Linked DNA regions of Mus musculus: all the other regions are linked to region 1. Evidence: chromatin contacts called from public promoter capture Hi-C data. All regions are on one chromosome and are shown on one strand. The core of a region is the stretch at or near the end of the contact, and the rest is flanking DNA. Distances in the headings are between cores, read along the strand shown.

What was found. Promoter capture Hi-C pulls out the DNA fragments that hold promoters and counts their contacts.
Region 2: a contact with region 1 is called in a promoter capture Hi-C map of liver, with 2.2 times the contacts expected there. The contact joins the promoter of Pdlim1 here to the promoter of Fra10ac1 in region 1. A contact is called at or near these places in 3 of 39 promoter capture datasets (embryonic stem cells, liver and pre-B cells).
Region 3: a promoter capture Hi-C map of the 3T3-L1 cell line shows a contact between it and region 1, with 6 times the contacts expected there. The contact joins the enhancer-like site here to the promoter of Fra10ac1 in region 1. A contact is called at or near these places in 3 of 39 promoter capture datasets (the 3T3-L1 cell line, hippocampal neurons and maxillary cranial neural crest) and 2 of 115 datasets of contacts at active chromatin or transcription factors (extraembryonic endoderm stem cells and large pre-B cells).

The regions. Positions count from the first base shown.
Region 1 is chr19:38,222,851-38,225,454 of GRCm38.p6, reverse strand. Fra10ac1 (FRA10AC1 homolog (human)) reads left to right here and starts at 1,303. Exons shown (of 14, transcript NM_001081075.2): 1 at 1,303-1,493.
Region 2 is chr19:40,270,320-40,272,923 of GRCm38.p6, reverse strand. Pdlim1 (PDZ and LIM domain 1 (elfin)) reads left to right here and starts at 1,308. Exons shown (of 7, transcript NM_016861.4): 1 at 1,308-1,578. The coding sequence starts at 1,483. It overlaps Gm41845 (a long non-coding RNA gene), which reads right to left and starts at 1,358. Exons shown (of 3, transcript XR_877853.2): 1 at 1,144-1,358.
Region 3 is chr19:40,240,200-40,242,803 of GRCm38.p6, reverse strand. The region is part of intron 4 of Pdlim1 (PDZ and LIM domain 1 (elfin)); the gene reads left to right. Among named protein-coding and RNA genes, the nearest start is that of Gm41845, 30 kb to the left of the region's middle. Within about 2 kb of position 1,288, at least 138 of the 459 cell types and tissues checked have an H3K27ac peak or open chromatin away from gene starts, as enhancers often do. A contact at or near this core is called in extraembryonic endoderm stem cells, where this site is marked.

The DNA.
Region 1 (2,604 bases), core at 54-2,553:
TAATAGATAAAAGATGTTTTTTAAAAAGGAACAAAAATGCTAATGCATGTCAAATATTGGTATACAAGAGTTTCATTTAGGCTACAGGAGTTCTTATTAGTGATAAAAGGACAAAGTATTTGGTTTTTAGATATCTATAAAAATTGACTGCTTGACAAATTAACTCAATACTTTAATAATATTAAATTATGAGGTTTCCTATTTACATTTTTAAAGGAAACATTTTTATTGTAGTATAATTCAAATGCACCTTGAAATGCATAAATTTATAATTTTGTAATTAACAAGATTGCAATCGCTGCTCTATGTAAATCAGGGTGTATCTATGATTTGCTGCCAGGAATAAAAAAAGTCTTGAACTGATTGACAGGGATATTGTTATCTACTGGTTAGGATAAAAGATTTAAAATGAACGTGTATTAAGATTCAGAGTTCTTCCTTAACATGGACCCGCTGTAAAAGTGAGAAGCATGCCAGTTCTGTTCAGCAAATGTTTTAGTAGCTCCTGTGATTTCAAAGGCACAGTGTTGGCTGCGGAGTGCGAGATGAATAACTGCTGGTATTGAAGAGAAGCAAGATCTGTACCCAGTGGAAAGAGGAATGGGACGTCACGGTGTAGGGCAAACACAATGCAGGAACAACCCAGTGGAGCTTAAAATAATTTAATTCTGGCTGCCTGAGGTGTTTTTTTTTTTTTTTTTTTTCCTTAAATTTTATATTGGATGCCCTTTCTGCGTGTGCTAGGTTGCTTATTGGCGTAGAATCTGCGACCCTGTGAAATCTTTTTCATTCCCCATTTCTTCTTTTCCTTGCCAACTCGATCTCTTCAGCCGCCAGCACTGCCTTTGGAACAGTATCTATTGTGTGGGTGGCGGAACGCGGGGAAGCTATTTCTGTTCTAATTATGAGCACTGTTTTCGTAGGGGAAAAAGAGGGGGTGATAAGGCAGATCTGAGGCTGAGCTGCTGGCTGGGCGAGGATGCTCGGTGGAGGCGTTACTAAGGTTACTAGAGAGAGGACCGCAGGTGACAGGCGGGGTTTTTCTCTATAGCAATATACATTTTCCAATGAAGGACGTGGGCTGGGCAGTGCCACATTGTACTACATATTGGATTCCCTAGAGGAAAAAGGAGATGGCCCAAAGGAAAAATGAGGGACCAAAGCAGGGAGCCTCTGCTTCCTCTTCCGGGCCTTTTCTTCCGCCGTCTTTGTTTACCCCCGAGCCATTCTGGCTGCAGCACAGAGTCGGCGCGCCGGAGAACGGTGTCTTATCGATGTGACACGCCTCTGAGCCGGGCCGGAAGCGGTTCCCAGCCGGTACCCGTAGGGCCAGGCGTGCAGCGTGCGGTGACAGTGGCGCGGGCGGCGGCGCTGCGTGGCTCTGGAGGACCGGCGCGGACCTGCAGCGGCTCGCTGAGGCCGTGGCTCGTCGCTGCAGCTGTCAGGACTCTTGGGGGCGAACTTGCCAGACAGAGAAGAGCGGAAGGGAAGGGGTGTGTAAGGAGGGCCGTGGGCGTGTTTGATCTCAGAGAGGACTTTGAAACTGGTTCTTAGTAGTTGAGTCTCATTTTTATTTTGACAGATTCGGGAGGCAGCAGATGCCCTATTCTCGAGATTTTCTTAATTCCAGTCAGTTGATAGCATGATTTGAGTGAGAGCTTTTTAGTGAAGCTACTGGGTTAAGATAGCTCAAGGGATGGATGAAGCTGCCCGAGATAAAAAGAAATGTGGCGTCGGAGCAGAGAAGAGGTGTCTGGAATGAGGGGTCAAGATGATCTACTAGTTCCAGGTTCTACTAGTTTCAGGTCTTCCTGTACTAGGTACCGTCCCCAAACTATGTAAGCTTGAGGTTTGGGCTTCTTTACATAACCTCTATGTTAACCTTTACATAAGTGGGGAAGTAGGAGACGCGTCTGTGCCAGCCAGACCTTAGATTCTGCAACTGCTCCAGGCTCCACACTGCGGTTTTCCACCATCAATATATGAAGCACGTGAGGATGGATTAGAGGGTAGTAGAATTTGAACAGCCTTGATGAGATCTGCTAAAAGGTGTGACGTCTAGGTGTATAAGGCAATGATAGCTGTCGGTCAGGAAGAACTGTGGCTTGCAAACCTATGTCTCCAAAGCTTGGCTGTTGCCTTCTCTTTAGCATTTGGTGGGATAAGGAAGAGAGGTATATACTCACACGCCCAAGTTTGAAAATGGAGTTGCAGAGACTCACAGAATTTAATGATTTGACATAGCTACCTTATTTAACAGAATGACAAACAGAAGGTAGTCAAGAACGCAGACACTGGCTATCCTAGCTGTACTTGCCAACACAGATGCTAAAGTTAATGTCTCTTTACCTGGACTGGGTCCTTTCAGCAATAAAGATTGCAACCCACCTTTACCCCTATTAATGTGTGTTACGAATTCTGTACACTTACTGACACAAATACCAAAGCTGAAAAATATTATCACTTGACCTGGACTGGCTCCTTTCAGCTGCAGGAGTTGACTATTGATGATATACAGTAGTAAAATCATCTGTACCCTTGCTCATGTGTGTTCCAAACTCTGTGTAATGCTGGAGTCAGATGCCTTTTCAGGCACAACTGACA
Region 2 (2,604 bases), core at 59-2,558, 2.0 Mb before region 1:
CTGTGCAGAGACCCGCAAAAGATTGGCCAGGACCGCGGGGGGTCGCGAGGAGCTGCACTTTTCACAAATCCATTCAACCTGTGTCCAGCTTCCCGAATGAATGGGAACCAGGAAAACCACGAGGGGGTCAGTGGTCCTAAGGTTGGCTAATGTATTACATCCATCATGAGATTATTCTAGGCGGGGAACACCGCAGTGAGCTGTTTGCAAGATAAAAACCCGTCAGGTCTTGAAACTAGCGCTTAGGAATGTGGGTAGGACAAACTAATAAGTAAACTATAGACTACACAGGGATGGGCAGAGAATTAAGGCAGTGGAAGTTAAAGGGGGTCTAGAGGGGATGTTTAAATGGCTCTCAGAAATGGCCTTAACCAGAAGATGGTATCTGCAAGAAACCCTTGAGTTATCTGGGGGAAGGATACACGTGATGGCAAAGCTCTGAGTAGGAGGCCAGTGTGGTCAAAGTTGGAGACAGATTACAGCAGATTCAAGTCGTTCTTGGAGTGGCCTTAGAGGCATTTAAAGGGTTGGATTTTTACTCAGGGTGAAGAAGCATCAGTGGACAGCATGAGTTGTGGTTTAATCTGTTTTGAGAACTTATTTTGGGGGCAGCTCACAGAAGAAACTGATAGGGAGCTTTGAACCCTGGAATTTCCATTCACCGCTTTCCCGGCATTGGTCCACCCCGGACTTCATGATGGAATTGTTGGGAACGTCAGAATTCACCTACCTTCAATTTCAACTCCAGCCAGGAGGAAAGGTTTCTAGGAACTTCGTAGAGCCTAATTATAACCCCCTGACTACCCCCCCCCCCAACCGTTATAGTCCCATTAGCATTGGAAAGCTTCCAGGGTGGCCCAAGGAGCCTGGAAAATGATTCAGTAGCAACCCCGAGTTGTTGCGTAGCCTTAGGGGTGCTTTATAATCTCGGGCAGCCTCAATGACTTTATCTCTAAAATGGGACTAGAGATAAAGCGCCTAATTGCGTCAGGTGAGATCACTTGAAAGCGCCTCTTAAACGGCTCTGCGGTTTCCAAAAGTGTAAACCGCTCTGACCTCGCTCAATCCTTTTCGACTTTTTGCAAAGCACAACGCGTGGGTTTGTAAGGTCTGCTGTAGGTGGGGACAAGGCTTAGGTCTCACCTAGCTTTCATGCCGGGTTGGGAGCAGCAAGAAGGCTGTGGGTAGGGCGGGAGGAGGTGCGGGCGGAGGTTCGGGGCTGCTGGGCGGAGTTGAAGAGCCTAACTCCCGGATTAGAGTCTGGCGAGGTCCTGCGGGCCCGCTGGGAGTGGAGGCGCGGGCCGGGCGGGGCTGCAGCGACGCGGCCGGGGCGGATCTGTCCCCGCCCTCGCTCGCGACCCCGCCCGTCCCAGGATCTCCCAACTCCCGCCGCGCGCTCTTTCTCCGACAGCTGCTCCGGGAGCCCCGCGCGCCGTGCAGTTCTGTGCCTTGCCTGTCTGTCCCTTCCGATTGTGCCTAGCGATGACCACCCAGCAGATTGTTCTCCAGGGCCCGGGTCCCTGGGGTTTCCGCCTCGTGGGCGGCAAGGACTTCGAACAACCTCTCGCCATTTCCCGGGTAAGAGCGTCTTGGGACGCGCGTGGGAACGGGGTGGTTTCGTAGGGTGGCGGCGCGCTGCGTCCCTATGGAGGTCGGGGTGACTGGAGCTCCGAGGGGATCGCGGTGGGGCGCATCCAGGTGCGCCATTCGCCGAGCGCTCTGTGCCATCTGCCACCCCGTCCCAACCGCCGCGCTCCGGGGCAAGCGGGCTCGGTGCGCGCTGAGTCAAGGCCAAAGACAGTTTTCTTTCTGCGCCCCGGAAGCGTGGCGCGGCGCGGCAAGCAGACAAGCTTTGTGCCTGGGCGTGGAGACCTGGGGCTCCGCAGACCCTGTGCGCCAAGAGTTAACACTCCTTGCTCTTCACAGTGAAAGAGTTGGGGAGAGCTAATCGGAAGCAATAGAAAGTCCTGGAAGGTGAATGGAGTACAGAAAAGTTCCCTGGAAGGCGAATGGGATTCGTTCAGCTAACAACCGAAACAACAATTTTACACTCTTCGGATATGACCCGTGGCTGGCTCTCGGTTCTGTAAAGCCTTTCACAGGAAACACTGGAGTTGGGAAATAACCCCAGATAAACCTCCGTAGTCTCTCCCTGTCTAAGGTGGTTAGATCACCTTTCTGCCCTCCAGGTTATTCGCGATAAGGCCATTTCCTTTTGGGGAAGCGCACTAACGGTGTGTGGTGGTGATGATTGAAAACTTCTTGGTTGGGTCTTATCTGTGGGAGGGCGGGTGGCTCAATCGCAGACTGCTAGACCCGTGGCCCGTAATTGAAATGCAACCCCCTGTTAGACTCAGGCTCGGTATTTGGAAGTCCACACTTTGGCTATGTGATTTGGGCCAAACACAAGGAATATGTCCCACTGAGAGTCAATACTTTAGATTTTTAGTCCTTTCATATAGGTGTGTGTGTGTGTGTGTGCGTGTGTGCGCGCGCGCGCGCGCGCGCGTGACTCCGCTGGGCCCCGGGGGTGTTACTAAATATCTTTTAATTAAGGAGATAGAAAAACCTCAGGGATGCCTGACCTAGAGGGACCACATTCCA
Region 3 (2,604 bases), core at 39-2,538, 2.0 Mb before region 1:
GCTTCTGGTCATGGTCGTTCACAGGACCGTCATCCCGTGTCCTGAGGGAGTCCTCATTGTAGAGTATTTGGGAGGACTGCTCCATGCTTCCCACTGGATCTTAGTAGCACACACAGTTGTGCAGTCTCGGTGAAGCAATGCTTGCTTCCTCACTAATGTAGACCGGAAATGACAGAGCTAAATCCATGAAGCTGCAAGTTCCTGCCTAGAGGGATGGGTTCTGACCTGTGACAGAAGCTGGCTTAACAACAGGAGAGATGGGACCGCAGGTGGAACCTGGCAGGCATGTCCTCTGTCACATACCTGTGGGCTGTATCTACCTTTACCTCTCTATCTGGTCTCCTGTTTCTTCCAGCAGAGGGCCCTAAATTTGCTCTGTCCCTAACTCTTTGGGGACACTTCAGTCACCCATGGCAAGGGAACTGGGCATGACAGTGTTAATGACGGTGTTATGACAGAGGGTGGGGAGTAGATTAGGACTCATGCCTGAGGATGGGCCTGCAGGGTAAGGAGCGCAGTTCAAACACAATTGAGCTACCCTTGTGGAGCCCTATGTTCATGTACAGCCCACAGGGATGGTGTAGACTTTTACTCGCTCAGATTTTGTGTTAACTCCAAAAGCCTGTTTTGCCATCCAGTTTCTTCCTTATTCATCTGTCCAAATTTTAGCTCATTTTAGGTGCAAGCTAAGTGTTTCAAATGCAAGTTGTGGGGATGGGGCTACAGTCCCAGGCTCCTTAACTATTTTGAGAGCTGTTACAGGAACCCCCATTGTGTTTGTGGTCTTCAGGGTCTGGGGAGAGGAAGGGATGGGAGAGAGATGGAGGGAGGGTAGCAGATGAAGACAGACAGATCAGACAGATATTGAGACTATTGGCCATCTCCTGCACACAAGTCTTTGCCCCTGGCACGAAGAGGACCGGATGGAACAGATCTGTATGTTCCTTAGAGTCTGGTGAGGTTTTGGTTTCAGAAGAGGCTGAAGCTCACTGGCTTTAATTGTAGTGGCCAGAACTATTATCTCTTACGCCAATTATGGTTCCCACGAGGTCTTACCTGCTTGGTAGGTTGACGCCCTTCTAGGTGGTTATGGGGATGCTGGGCATACAAGGGAAAGTGCCAGGCAGGGCATCCTCTAAGTATCACATCCTGAAGGGAAGCTTGCATGCAGCTCAGTGATCTGAACACTAAGGACCACCATTCTTGTGTTCCGCTGCTTATGGTGCTTGGAGAGGCTGGGAACGTGACCCTTCCTTTACTGTCCCCGAGTGGAATGTTCCATGATCTGGATTTAATAACCCAGGAAATGACACATCCTTAATTGAAAGAACTGCTATGCACTGAGAGAAGTATGTGCCTGGAAAGTATTTTTAGTGTGGCTGCCTTAGATATTTTTCCTTCCTTAACGTCTTCTTTCTTCTTCTTCGCTCATGCTCCCTGATTGCGCCCCGCCCCCTCCCATTGTCTGCTTTTGGCACGCAGGCATGGTTTCTTTGGCTGCAGCAGCCTGCAGGTCTTCATCAAGTCTCCTTGCAGATTCCCTCAGCAAAGGGGGCCCATTATCTGTTTCAACCCAAGCTCCTGGAGCAGGAATCTAAGAAGCCGTGGGAATCCCTGAAGCTGGAGGGAAAGTAGCTGCTGAGCCTGCCATGTTTCTTGCGTAGGGATCTCTGCCTGGTGGCTTGTTTCTAGTATATTCTCAGATGATCCTGCCAACCAGGGCAGGCACTCCGTAACCATCCCTGCTCAGCACAAGGCCAGGGGCTGGCTCACCCCCACTGTTTAGTCTGAATTCGCTGATGTTCCAGAACTGGCTCATGACATACTTTACCTCTGAGGTCACTGCCCATTCCCTGGGGCTAACCCTGTTTCTTTGTTTTTTTGTTTTGAGGGGTGGTGGGAGGGGTCCAAGCACTTCAGATCATTCTGCTGTGTACGTGTGTGTGTGTGTGTGTGTACGTGTGTGTGTGTGTGTGTGTGTGTGTGTGTGTGTGTGTGTCTTGTCTGTCTGTCCGTCTGTCTTGTAGATCTTGGTACAGAATGTCAGCAGCAGTGTCTGTCTGTCTATCTTGTCTGTCTGTCTGTCTTGTCTGTCTGTTTGTCTGTCTTGCCTGTCTGTCTGTCTTATCTGTCTTGTAGATCTTGGTACAGCAGCATCCCAGGCAGGTCAGAATGTCGTCAGCAGCGTTACCATCTGGAAAGGCAGGTGAGGGTCTGTCTCCTCAGCAGGCCTCCTTGCTGACAGTGGAGAGGGAGGCCCTCTGCTGCCCTTCCCTTCTAGGCGACTTCAGCTTAGTGATCCTGTTTTGAGTACCTACTGAGTACCAGTTCTGTGAAAGAAATATTGCTAGCACCTTCGCTCCCACCTCTTCAATTATGTGTAGGAGGGACCTGTTAAAATTTGGTAATGCCCAGGCTAGAGTTCATAATTTATTCGACGTCTACTACTTTCTTCAGGCTTGTAGATAGAGTCCTAGAAAATGACTCTGCCTCCTGCCAGCCGAGTGAGTTTAGACAGACCTTGTAAGTCCTCTGAGACCCTGTCTCCTGATCTTTGAGGTGGGCTCTTAGCCACTGGCCTTTCCACCAGCTTGTCAAGGGAAT